Regions from separate parts of the Bombyx mori genome. Here region 2 is linked to region 1. Evidence: chromatin contacts called from public Hi-C data. All regions are on one chromosome and are shown on one strand. Each heading gives the region's core, a stretch centred on a gene start, on an enhancer-like site or on the middle of the called end of the contact. The rest is flanking DNA. Distances are from core to core; before and after follow the strand shown. Region 1 holds the start of LOC101735553 (ATP-binding cassette sub-family D member 1). Region 2 overlaps LOC101735553 (ATP-binding cassette sub-family D member 1).

What was found. Hi-C and Micro-C count contacts between places; a contact is called where the count stands out from the background.
Region 2: a Hi-C map of posterior silk gland shows a contact between it and region 1, with 1.9 times the contacts expected there. The contact joins the enhancer-like site here to the promoter of LOC101735553 in region 1. A contact is called at or near these places in 5 of 7 Hi-C or Micro-C datasets (middle silk gland, midgut, posterior silk gland and 1 more).

Annotation. Positions count from the first base shown.
Region 1 is chr27:9,080,805-9,087,927 of ASM3026992v2, forward strand. It overlaps LOC101735553 (ATP-binding cassette sub-family D member 1), which reads left to right and starts at 3,425. Exons shown (of 18, transcript XM_062676635.1): 1 at 3,425-3,625; 2 at 4,512-5,121; 3 at 6,044-6,144. LOC733012 (heterotrimeric guanine nucleotide-binding protein beta subunit) reads right to left here and starts at 807. Exons shown (of 8, transcript NM_001047007.1): 1 at 607-807.
Region 2 is chr27:9,139,172-9,146,294 of ASM3026992v2, forward strand. It overlaps LOC101735553 (ATP-binding cassette sub-family D member 1), which reads left to right. Exons shown (of 18, transcript XM_062676635.1): 7 at 769-970; 8 at 1,718-1,949; 9 at 2,790-2,929; 10 at 4,347-4,519; 11 at 4,857-5,028; 12 at 5,975-6,081. Among protein-coding and RNA genes, the nearest start is that of LOC101735420, 51 kb to the right of the region's middle. Within about 2 kb of position 4,435, at least 2 of the 8 cell types and tissues checked have open chromatin away from gene starts, as enhancers often do.

The DNA.
Region 1 (7,123 bases), core at 2,175-4,674:
TCAATCTAATATACAAATATAGCCAGTAAGCTTATTAAAACTAACGCGAAAAGCTATTAGCTACTCAAGTACATCCTTATATTCAACACCGAAAATCTAGGTAGGGCGTGAAAATACCCAGTTGTACTAACATGATCAATAATCACAATTACCGACAAAACCTCTTATTTTACTCTATAATCCAGTTTTAAGTCCGGACATTCACGAAATGCGGTTAAAACTATAGATCGATGTTTCATCTAGCAACAGGGCAGTGCCTATCGTTGTATATTATGTATACCACTATGTGCCATTAATATGTAGGTAGCCATCGTTACACGATAAATGTTCAATATCCCTTCATCCGGTAGACTTGAATGAGGATCTGAACTCAAAATGGAAGTGTACGTGACTCATTTATCAATATATTACTTACCAATCCTTTTTTATAATGTTTTAAGCAATATACTAGCCGGCTTAGGCTCTTGTCTATACCCATGTAATTGAAAGATAATTAACACAGCTAACGAACACATAAAAGTTAATACGAACTACTCGTGAATAATGTATTTTATCTTTAGAGGCCGTACAGAATCAAGACTAGCCAAAATGGAACTGGAACTTTACCCTTCTGTCAGCAATGTCCCTTCGATCGACGCTCCAGCGATTTTCGGGCGATTTCTATATCACCATTAAGATTGGATAACCACTTTTTGGCACATTTTGTATCTTTTCAATATCACCACACTAAAACAAGGATATTTCACAAGTTTTTATCACGGAACAATCCACCATTAGCTTTTCATACACCCTCAAGATCGGTCCTTTTCACGGCCATTTGCAAATTGCGTCAAAGTTCCTGGAACGTGATTGGTGTTTTCTGCGCTGGTGAAGTTAACGAAAAGCGCCACCTATCTGAACCTTTAAACCATTGAATACTTTACCAAGGCAGAATAGTCCTTTTTGCAAGACACGAAGAACTACAAAATTTTACATTGAATGGATATATAACTTTTTTACTCGTGTTTGTTTGGGTGCGGTGCAGAGCGTTTGAGAACCCCGAGCTGTGACGTCAAACTGGGCGTGAAACAGTAAATGCGGGATATTTGAACGAAAATTCCGAGAATTACGGATTCCGCTTACTTAAAATTCCAATAATAAAATTCACTGGTAATTATACCATTACTTCTACATTACTATTAATACTGCTACTACATCTGTGATTATTTATATGTCAATAGTTAGATTCGTGATGAAACGTATAAAATTTGATTTTTTTTATTGTCAAATAGCCTGGATTCAAGTCTTTTAGCCATATCATCGTTTATTATTTTTTCTTGTATCGTTTATTTATTTGCTTGTAAATAGATTTGAAAAAAGAAATGTTCAACTAAAATAGAACGTAATGACTTTTAGATAAACTTAGGACTTATAGAAAAACTTGTTCACTTTTGCCAAACGGTTTTTATGGCAGGATTCCACAATTTACACGCTTAGGCCTGAACAAACACCAAATGAACATCGCCATCAACAGGTAGTGGTAGAGTTACTAAACTCGGAATTTTTTTTTATATCTCATTATTGCTCAAAAAGTTCAAAAGGAAAATACACTGCGTGCATACAAATACGCTGATGTGATGTCTCTCTGATGACTCTTCCTGACCTGATAGATAGGCTAGGATAAGTGATGAAAATTCGGAACATTTTAATTGTGCCGTGACAGCGTTATAATGGTTAAAACCTAACGCTCAGACTTAATGCACATGAAGTGTAGCAATGGTCATCACCATCACTTTTCTTCCAGTTTCCTTTAAGCTGCTTGATATCGTTCAACAAAGAAAGTAAAGCTTTTGTCCGCACAATGTTGGTGAATTTTAACGGCAATCTATTTAAGCTGTTTAATATCTACGAGATACTACTTGGCCGCTTACATTATTTTATCTGTTGAATCATTTATTAATACCACGTATCTAATATTGGCTAATACTTGTGTTATTGATGTTTATTCTCGAATTTGTAGGTGTTACTCTCGATGGTAGAATAAGTTTCTTTTCTAGCCGTAATTTTAAAATAAAGGAGCACGGCTCTGTTCAATTTAATGCTTTAATCTTTCCAAGCTCGACCTTAATGTTTAGTTAAAAACATGCTAAGTTACAAGCTCGCAAAACAAAAAAAAAGATTTGTGTTTATATATTTATTAAATTAAGGCTAACAAAACTTTTGAAAAATGTTACGTGGAATATAATGCAAGACATCTTTGCCTAAGCAATTAAAAGTAAACTAAAACATACAAGGCTAGGCGTGAGGTAGAATTCTACCTATTTTACTAATTAATATGAGTCTCATTTTCATAGTAATACACTTAATTGCAACAACTTTAACCAAAAACATGTCATTGCTCCATACGATTGAAATGTGTTAAAATTTAATATTTAATATTTAAATTGCTTGAAAATATAAGTTGTACAGTGATAAATTAAAATTTTATTAACTCGTCACTGGCAATAATGCCAGCAATTGGCATGCATTGCATGATGTCGCAAAAAATCCGATTGCTAGACTAAAAAAAATTATTCTGAATCACAGCTAAAAGTATGGAGGGTAGAGGTAAGGAGAACCGTCTCCGTGTGTGAAAAGTGTCCGTTAAATCTGCTAAATAAGGGTGGCGCTACAGTAGCAAACAGGTAAATTTTTAAAAAGGCGCTGAAAGTTATTAGAATAAGATAGAGAAATAAAAAAAGGGCTCAGTGAATTTAACCCCCTTTTTTTGATTTTCGGTTTTTTTATTTTCAATTATTTGTTCGTCGTTTGTTCGTTAATGTTCGAATGCATTTTTTATTTATTTATAATTAATTAAACAAATGAACACCGTTAAGTTGGCCTCCTTTACTAGATATCTTTATTTTTATCGCTCAGATTAATTAATTTTGATCAATTATCGTTTGCTCGACGACTATTGGTGATTGTTCGATCATAAAAATAATTAAATTCGCAATTATTAATTATTTAATATAATAATTAATTATAAATTAAACAAATGATTTGTTTAATTAATTATAAATAAATAAAATACGAACAAACAATTTTTACATTCGAACATTAACGAACAAACGAGGGACAAATAATAAAATAAAAAAAAGCGAAAATCAAAAAAAGGAAGGCTAAATTCACTGAGCCTAAAAAAGGACGAAAGAACTGTAAGCTCAATTCATATCATACCCTGTGTCTATGCTAGCGCCATTCTGAAGGATTTTTGAACTGTTATTTAATGCTGAAAGTGGGACACTTTTTCAAGCTTCTCCCTTAAGAGACGGTTCTACCCTCCATAGCTAAAAGAAACAGTAAAAGTAAAATGAGAAATCTGTTCAAAGAGAACTTAGTACTCTGTGGCAGAGACAGTGTATTTGTTATCTATGTAATTGAGAAGAGATCTGTGGCAACCATAGATTATACACTTAATATTTATGAAGTGGCAACGATTGTGTATGTGTTGTGAATCAGCTGTTGTTGTTATTGCAATAATATTCAATAATAATTCCTAAAATTGTACACAGTGTGAATAGTGATGAAAATATACGAACATAAGTGAACCTAATAGATTTTAATTGTTTGTTTGTCTTCAGGCTGTTTTCCGTTAATTCTTTATGTGAGTACATAGGCGCATAACTAGATAATTAAAGTAATTTGCTGTAATTTACGCAATGTGCGTTTAGTAAAGTTACTAATTATTCGAAAATTAGTTCCTTGGTTACTAAAAAAATTAAAAAGACTTAAAAATTATTTAAAAAGTATCACGCGTGTACATTGGAGATCGAGGACTTCGTTTATTTTTATTCCTATTTTAATATATTTGAACTGAAATGTTAAGGTAAAGCTATAGCTATTTAAATAAGTAATTAAAACGTTATTAAACATTAACAAGAGTTATGTTATGTGACTTAAAACGTAATTTACGTTATAAAATTAATTGTAAGTATGTACTAAAAATCTTGCTTAGGTTGATTATGGAACTTCAACAGTACCTATGTAGGGAGTCGCATGTAGACATTGTATCGTTTAAGGTACATACATGACTATATGTGCAGTTAACAGCTAAAAGCCGTCTGTATCGACAGTGAAGTTGATATACTGAAGAAACTAAGTTCATTTTCAACAGTTCTTTGTTGTCTGTTTTTGAAACTGGCAACAGAGTTTATTTTGACGAAATCTGTATGTTTGTAAACTGATTATTGAAATACTAAGTTTGAATAAAATAATTTATTTATTTTTAAAGCTCTCTATGATTTATAAATATAATAAAAATTATTTAGCTTTCTCTTTGTAAGCTTTGCAAAGCACGTTTGCTTTGAAAGAGTACATTTTTTGTACAAGTGTGTAGTCAGCTCTGACAACAACTGGCACCAAACACATACCTCTATCACCTGATACAGTGTAATTAGTAGTTATTAAAATTACTACAAAAAAAACGCCACATGGAAATATAAATACAATTAGTAAATTAGTGGAGTAAACAAAATTTTATTTTGTTACAGAATAAAAGAGCCAAAAAGAAATTGAACAATGAACGATTGAAATGAGCTCAAAATTGTTACAAACCCACATTGAGTTCAGAATTCTATAATCAAACCTTTTTCTGTCATTTTCATATCTGTTTATTACAAAAGTATAAAGTAAATTAGCAAACTAAAATATAACACAGTAAAACTAATACTATTGATAATGATAAGTTAATAGGCCAGATAATATACTAAAAAAATAGAAAAACACTCCAGCAAAGACTGTTTTTGACCATTAGAATTAGAATTAGATAAAGAATTAGATCATTGAGATCAGATTCCAGCACTATTTTATGGGCGAACACATATATTATTATTGAGGGTAGTGGGAACAGATAATGTCTATATGATCCATTATCTACATAACACCAAGTGAGCTCTGAATTTGCCTTTCTAACTTAGGGAAAAGTCATCAATCATTCCCTTTATTTTTGTATATGGGCACAAGTGTACTGGTGCTCCGTTTCGTAGGGATCACTTCTTCTTGCAGCAGCTTATTGAAGATTAAAGTCTGCCGGGCTCAAAAATCACATATGGAAATCAAGCGGAAGATCTTCCCTTCAAAGTTTATAATATTGCCCCTTTTGTAAAGAAAACTTGAGCACATTTTTAATGTTTTTAAAAAGTGTACATTTAGCCTACGAAACTTCGGGATTTCTTTTTTATAATGTTTGTGAAGGATTTTGTGATCCATCTTTGAGATTTTTTTGCAGGTAATTTTTGAATCACAGAACATTTCGTAGGCATTCTGGCATAGTTCCGTAGAAGCATGCTAGAGCATGCTTACTGGTGGTAGGACCTCTTGTGAGTCCGCGCGGGTAGGTACCACCGCCCTGCCTATTTCTGCCGTGAAGCAGTAATGCGATTCGGTTTGAAGAATAAGGCAGCCGTTGCAACTATACTGAGATCTTAGAACTTATATCTCAAGGTGGGTGGCGCATTTACGTTGTTGATGTCCATGGGCTCCAGTAACCACTTAACACCACGTGGGCTGTGAGCTCGTCCACCCATCTAAGAAAAGAAAAAAAAAGCATTATGCGCGCCGAATGAGTTATTTCTAGTAATTTATTTGGCGTTACAGGATGATCGGGTTACAATAATAATACCCTTGTAGAAACAAAATTTCGTTCGTTTAGTGATAAACAAGATTATTACGCTTTGAAAAACATATGTACGCAGTATGTTGTTTAAAATTATGTCATTTAATGTGAATTTTCAATTTTCGTTTCTTGTTATAATTTTATTGGAAAATTGAAATCAATTGATACTTCGACTTAATGTGTTTAAGCGCGTTTTTGTTTATAACTAGCTGACCCGGCAGACTTCGTAGTGCCTCAATCGATAAATAAAAGACCTAAACTTTTGTATAAAATAAATTTAAAACAAACAAAAGGAATCCGTCCGACGGGGGACACATCAAAGGAAAAACAAAATTGTTATTTAATTCCTGGCATTTTCATATTTATCTACCTTTCAAACCTTCTCTGGACTTCCGCAAATAATTTAAGACCAAAATCAGCCAAATCGGTCCAGCCGTTCTCGAGTTTTAGCGAGACTAACGAACAGCAATTCATTTTTATATATATAGATAGAAGATAGATACATTGAGGTAAATCTTATTGTGAGCTCAAACAGGTAGGGTACCACAATCTTACCCATTTCCGTCGTGAAGCAATGATGCCTTCTGGTGCGATGGCTGGAGCAGTTTTTATAAAATTAAATTCCATCTCGTATCTCAAAATGTGTGTCAATCCACATTCGATTATATTCTAATGATGATAATGGTTAGATCCTCCACAGCTTCTACGGGTATTTCTACCAGTGTGCTTAGTGCGAGATTTTTTAACTTCTAAAAGTTAACTCAAATGCCTAAGGAGTTGGAACAGCGCCCCTAGCGGCAAACGAAAGGAAGCTCGAAATTGAGAATTAAAAAAACTCGCACTAAGCCCACTGGGAACGTTATGAATGAAACATTATCAGTCCTTCTTCTTCTTGGTGCTTTATACCGCATAACTCATGGGGAACGCTGTGAGCATTGTTCGATATGATCCGGTCTTTTTACCGTCTCACTTCCCCTCACCAGTGTCCTTAGTGCGAATTTCTTAACGTTCTCGATAGCGTAAAAGTTAACTCAAATCTTTAAGGAGTTGGAACGTTTGCCTACGCTTGCCCCTAGGGGCGCTGTTAAAAAATTCTCATTATGCGCATAGAATAGAGCTAATCTAACCAAAGCCCGCACAGTGCGTTTCCACAAATATTTTTTTCGAACCATGGTATTATCCCGCGCGCTTATGACATTTCCTTCTTCAAATAAGATTTATTTAATTTTTTTATTGCATAGGTGGGTGGACGGGCTCACAGCCCACCTGGTGTTAAGTGGTTACTGGAGCCCATAGACATCTACAACGTAAATACCGCTACTCACCTATAAGTTCTATGGTCTTAGTATAGTTACAACGGCTGCCCCACCCTTCAAACCGAAACGCATTAACGGCAGAAATAGGCGCGGTGGTGGTACCTGCCCGTGCTGACTCAAGAGGCCTTACCACCAATTATATAAAAGATTATAAAAGAGTATTTTTCTGTAG
Region 2 (7,123 bases), core at 3,185-5,684, 59 kb after region 1:
AGACAAATAGTCTTGGTGAAATCTGTGATTATAGAAGTATAATAATCTTTGACAATAGAATCATAATAGTCTGCAACTAAACGACTGGATCGAATTGAATGAATTTTTACAGGACAGCGTGTGTCAGATCCACTAGTGTATATGTATAATTCTTTTGTCCGTATGTATATTAGTGAAATCCTCAAACGGCCAGACCGACTGATGAATATTTTTTTGTGTGAAAAATTTTTTTTGTTTGGTCGTGTGAATTCTAGAATGAGTCAGATTCACAATTGAAACCAATAAAATATGCTCTTTTAATAATTTTAAAATTATTCAATATATGATAATCACATATTTATCTACAGGCAAGTAGAACCTAAAGTACCTGAAGTATCCTTGTCCTGGTGAAACTGGAAAGGCCTCCGGGCCACCAGTAATCCTTCAATCATAAAAAAAAAAACCTGAAGTAACAACGACAACTGTGCAGAGTTTGAACTGAATAGTACGAATTAACATAATAATATTTAAAAAATACATGTACAGGAAGAAAGGAGACACACACACAAAGAAACATTTTTGTTAATACAAAAACAATAGAAAGAGACAAAACATGGCGCGTAACTTAGAACGCTCCGTTTATAGAATCGCTGTATAACCACAATTTGACATGCGTTCTTACCGTCCTGAGCGTAAAGTTGAAAATCGCATAAACAACATAAAGAATCCCTAATAAAAAATCAATGAATGTCCTGACTAAAAACTTAAATGTACATCCTCTCGCTTCAGGAAGACGCCGACGAAACCCAATCAATCGAGGAGCACGTCCCGGGTCTCAACCTCGAATTCCTCAGGCAGCTGATCTCACTCGCGAGGATCATGGTCCCAGGGTTCAGGAGCCACGAAGTAGCTCTACTTACAGCTCATACTCTATGCTTATTTTCGAGGACCTTTCTATCGATCTACGTCGCTTCCTTGGAAGGGTCCATTGGTGAGTACTACCATTGGTTTTGACAATGTTCCTTTAATAGTTTTATGGCGTGTTGTGAGACCGCACAGATTGTTATCATCCTTCTGTCTTTTTCTATCACATAGCAATCACGCGATCCCTTTTAAAGGTGTAGACTTCAAACCCATATCTCAAAGTGGGGGGCGCTATGAACGTTGTGAAGTCTATCTTTGGTAACGTTTATTAAAACTGTCTATGTCTGTTTGTTCGTATCAGAACTTGGTCATACCACTGATTTCTGTGAAAGCTGCACCGATTTTACACGCAGACATTACCTTTTTTTATACTATACTAAGCGACCCGCCCTCGCTTCGCTTCGGAAACTGTAATTTATTATTGATTTCTCTACTATTTAATGGATGTTATTATACATATAAACCTTCCTCTGCAATCACTATCTATTAAAAAAACCGCATCAAAATCCGTTGCGTAGTTTTAAAGATTTAAGCATACATAGGGATATAGGGATAGAGAAAGCGACTTTGTTTTAAACTATGTAGTGAAAATGGGAGTAGGAGCGGGACCATTGACAGCCTATCTTGCTCGTTACTGCGTGGATTGTGACGTCATAAAACGTTCGGCACGTCCTATTGTGTTTGAGAATTACCGTCCCAGAAATAAAAAAATGCACGAATTTATGAAAGTGCATCATTGAAGATCCAAAACAGAGTTGATTCCTAGTGTATGAGTAATATGCGTCAGTTCTTTACCCACGAAACTATATTCCAGTGAAGCACATAGTCCAAAAAGACATGCGCAGTTTCTCGTCGTTGCTGATGCAGTGGTTCGGCATTGCCATACCGGCTACCTTCATCAACTCCATGATCAGATACCTCGAGAGTCGATTGGCCCTGGCCTTCAGAACCAGACTGGTCAATCACGCTTACGAGCTGTACTTTAAAAACCAGACCTACTATAGGGTCGCTAACTTGGACGCTAGGATCGAAAACGCTGATCACAGGTGAGTTTAAGCTACATCCTTGTTTTGCCAGCATCCCCAATAAATTGCATTGATATTATTCTTGGCAGCTTTGGTTACCATCATACTTTCTGTTTCCACGTCACTGTAAACTGACATTTCGTTCTAAAGCTCAGAACAGTTGGGGCAATTTAACACATTATACACTGGTGGCATCTGAGATATTTAAAGACTGAGGGTCGGCATTGTATCGACCTCTTAAAACTTGGCATGATTCCCTTGTTAACACAATCAAAGAGTATGTGAAGAAAATATTTAAAATTTTGTACATTTTCGTAAAAAAAAAAAAAAATAAGTTTGGTGTAATGATGGCAACAGAAGGTATATTTCTTAGCAAAGGAATCCCGCATTATCGTAGGACCGGCGTTTTTTTTATTGCCCTTAGGCAGACGAGCATATGGCCCACCGGATGGTGAGTGGTTACCGTCGCCCATGGACCTCAGCAATGCCAGGGGCAGAGCCTGACCGCTGTCCGAACTGTGTTAAACTTAAAATCCTAAATAATCAACGACTGGTTTGAAGCCATCCACATCACACGATCATTTTTAATATATTAACTTAAAACTTTGGTTTCATCTTTTTCAAAAAAAAATATATATCTAATATTAAAAAAAACAAACTAATATTTAAAAAAAAAGACATGCCCGCTGAGTTTCTTGCCAATTCTTCTCAGGACGGAGGCTAGTTCTTGTGAATTGGCGGTAGTTCTTTTGACGTTCAACAAGTATGTACTTTCATTTATGTTGAATAATTTTCTTTTGATTTGATTTGATTTTTTTTGTTTTTGAAACTGTAACGTTTATTTGTATGCTCCTCATCCAGGTTGACGGAAGATGTCTCCGTGTTCACGCAGTCCGTGGCGCATCTCTACAGTTCGCTCACAAAACCTTGCTTCGACTTGCTGCTGATTGTCCTCACTCTGGCTTCGTACTCCAACAAGATGAAAGGAAACATATTCATTGGTGGGTACCTATAAATAAGTAAGCAGTTTTTTTTTTTGCTTAGATGGGTCAACGCTCACAGCCCACCTGGTGTTAAGTCGTTACTGGAGCCCATAGACATCTACAACGTAAATGCCGCCACCCATCTTGAGATATGAGTTCTAAGGTCTCAGTGTCTACGCGAGAAACTGTGGCTTTATTGTTTCTACTAGCGACCCGCCCTCGCTTCGCTTCGGAAACATTAAAACACAAATGAAATAAAAAAAAAAAAAAAAGTAGCCTATGTTCATCCGGGACAATGTCGACTTTTAATGGAAAAATAATTTTTCAAATCGGTCCAGTAGTTTCGGAGCCTATTCGAAACAAACAAACAAACAAACAAATCTTTCCTCTTTATAATATTAGTATAGATACTAAAACCAATTGAATGCTTGCTACTTGCTTTAATTACAATTTACAATGGTTTAGTCGTGATAGTTCTGCGATGAATGTATGAAGAATGTGACCTTTCATCGAAAAGGAAGGATCTTGAGCCATAATGATTATTGTGAGGTATATTATGAATGTTGTTGAATGCTGTCAGCGGGACTTTTTGGCGGGAACGCGAGCAGTGAAGTTGTGTGATTTGTTTTATTTTGTCTATTTAGTGTTTCTTCAGGTTTAGATGTGTAATAACGGTGGTTTATTAACTGTTTAATATCTGTGAAAGTGCACAAATGTGGGAAAATGAAACAAAGCTGCTGGACGTAACTTGTCGGGTTCCTCCAAAAAGTCCACTGAAAAAATCTCAGTAAATGACCACCATTTTACTGCGATTATATTTCATCCCATATCATTTAATTTCATTAAATTTCATCCCAGTTGATTAATGTCTCATTAATCATCTTCATTTCATTTCACTCCATATTATCATTTTTCATAAAATTAAGAATATAAAGTAAAATAAGACATGACTTAAAGGTCTTAGTTACCAGGTCATAAAATCTCTAAAAAAAAAAAAAAATGCTGTCAGCGCGCGGTGCCGGTAGTAGTAAATGTTTTGGTATGACGTTTTGGCTAGCTTGCTGTGCTAAACGAGTCAGGCGCCGCGACACTCAGTATAGTTATAATACGCTAAGTCCACCGCTGGATCATAAAGCGTACAACATATTACTACTAATTTTTACTGGTCGTAGGACCTCTTGTGAGTCCGCACGGGTGGGTACCACCACCCCGCCTGTTTCTGCCGTAAAGCAGTAATGCTTTGCAGTAATGTTATAATTATACTGAGACCTAGAACTTTGTTTGGGTGTTTTGTTAACATGTAATCACAATTAATATGATTAAAAACTCTATTCTACACTTTTATATGTTATCGTGAGTCAAGAAAGGGCATGGCGATTCAGAAGCTATTGCTCAATATTGATTATTTGTTATTTGAATACATTTTCACTTCAAGGTCCCGGGATAGCAACGGTGGTGATATGCGCGACCGGACAAGTCCTTCGTATGCTCAGTCCGAGGTTCGGTGCTTTGGCCGGGGAGGAGGCGAGGATGCGCGCTAACCTGCGCCATGTCCACGCCAGTCTCATCGCGCACGCTGAAGAAGTCGCCTTCTACGGAGGGCATAAGGTAGGTTTTCCTTTCACAGGCTGGTCGTCATCCATGATTCTGTGCTCCTTGGACTAACAATTTATTTTTTATTTATTGCTTAGATGGGTGGACGAGCTCACAGCCCACCTGATGTTAAGTGGTTACTGGAGCCCATAGACATCTACAACGTAAATACCGCCACCCACCTTGAAATATAAGTTCTAAGGTCTCAAGTACAGTTACAACGGCTGTCCCGCCCTTCAAACCGAAACGTATTACTGCTTCACGGCAGAAATAGGCAGGGTGGTGGTACCTACCCATGCGAACTCACAAGAGGTCCTACCGCCAGTGAAAACAAGCACAATTTATCCGCCAGGTGGAACTAGGACAGCTGCAGTCCGCGTACAAACAGCTGGTCGCGCAAATGACTTCGGTGTTCAACAAGAAACTGTGGTACGTGATGCTGGAGCAATTCTGCATGAAGTATCTGTGGTCCGGCACCGGAATGGTCATGCTGGCGCTGCCCATACTCACGGGGACTAAGGAAGGTACGTTTGTATTAGGGTTGTTGCTCCCGAGTTAACTTAATCATCGAATCTGACTGATTAATTAATTACGAATAAGCCGAATTTATTATTTTTTATTGGCATTGTTACGCCGGTAAGAGCAACGCCATCTGTCGTCGAATAGCAGCGTGTGCATCGCATCAAACAGAATACTTTAAAGGTCTCGTGCCAGTATCATTAACTCTCACATTCAGATATATCCGAATCGGAGAGTGAAGAATCAATTTTAAAAAATTGATTAATCGTTATCGATTTTTTCCAACACTGATGACGTCACATAATATCTTATGCACGATCAATCTCAAACTGTCAACAGGACTGACTTAAGCTCCCTCTTTAAATAAACAGAGGCAAATCAAACTCAGTCACTTGGATTTAAACTAGGATTCCTTGTGCCACGGGAACTAGACAAAACACTGGCACAAGTTTAAATTTATACATAAATAGATATTAAACGCAGTCAAGTGATTGTTACAGGAGCATTTGGGCTCACTGAAGTTGGCCCCCTTTTTTTTGATTTTCGGATTTTTTTTATTTTTAATTATTTGTTCGTCGTTTGTTCGTTAATATACGAATGTAAAAATTGTTTGTTCGTCTTTTATTTATTTATAATTAATTAAACAAATGATTACCCTTAAGTTGGCCCCCCTTACTAGATAGCTTTATTTTTATCGCTCAGATGAATTAATTTTGTAATAATCAATTATCGTTTGTTCGACGACTATTGGTGATTGTTCGATCATAAAAACAATTAAATTCCCAATTATTAATTATTTTATATCTAATAAGCAAATCATCACCTCAGCCTACATTGCGCATGCGCCGGTTTTGTCAGTCAGCTGGCAATGGCCGTATTTACTAGCGTTTTGTTAACAAGTTGATCATTGTATTTATTTTAATAAAAATGTTTAATTGTTTGCTTTTCCAGGAGGTGAAAGCAACAGCATCAGCGCGAGAACAGAATACATGACCACGTCCAGGAACCTGCTGAATTCGGCTGCGGACGCCATCGAGAGGCTCATGTCCAGTTATAAGGTACGAGCTAATTTTTCATTGTCACCATCCCCCACGGCCAAGCAATTGATGATACACCGCCGAGGCAGTAAAACAAACTTAACAGTAAAACAAACTCGAACCAGACTGGTCAATCACGCTTATGAGTTGTATTTAAAAAACCAGACTTACTATAGGGTCGCTAACTTGGACGCTAGGATCGAAATGCTAATCACAGGTAACTCTGCGCTAGACCCTTGTTTTGCCAGCATACCTAATAAATTGCATTAGTATTATTCTTGGCAACTTTGTTTACCATCATACTCTCTGTCTCCACTTTTTATTGCTTAGATGGGTGGACGAGCTCACGATCCACCTGATGTTAAGTGGTTACCGGAGTCAACAGACATTTACAACGTAAATGCCGCCACCCACCTTGAGATATGTGTTCTAAGGTCTCAGTATAGTTACAATGGCCGCTCCGTCTTTCAAACCGAAACGCATTACTGCATCACGGCAGAAATAGACAAAGTGGTAGTACTTACCCGTGCGGACTCACAAGACGTCCTACCACCAGTAATTACGCAAATTATAATTTTGCGGGTTTGATTTTTATTGCACGATGCTATTCCTTCACCGTGGAAGTCAATCGTGAACATTTGTTGAATATGTATTTCATTAGAAAAATTGGTACCCGCCTGCGGGATTCGAACACCGGTGCATCACTCAACACGAATGCACCGGACGTCTGATCCTTTAGGCCATGACGACGCATTACTGCTTCACGGCAGAAATAGAGGCAGGGTGGTGGTACCTACCCGTGCGGACTCACAAGACGTCCAGTGGATATGACATAATGGATACTAGAGATGAAACGGATAGTGGTTTGGCCGGATACCGGATACGAGCAAGCTGCGAGGCCGGAGCGCCGGATATTCGGCCCTCTCGGAAATATTCGTGCGCGTTCGGGTATTGTCGTACGTAAGCGGAGATCGCGACGACGATTTGGTATTCATTCACCACAATTTGCCATTGGTTAATTTTGAGTATTAAACAAACTAATTAATAAAACGTTTTGACGTGC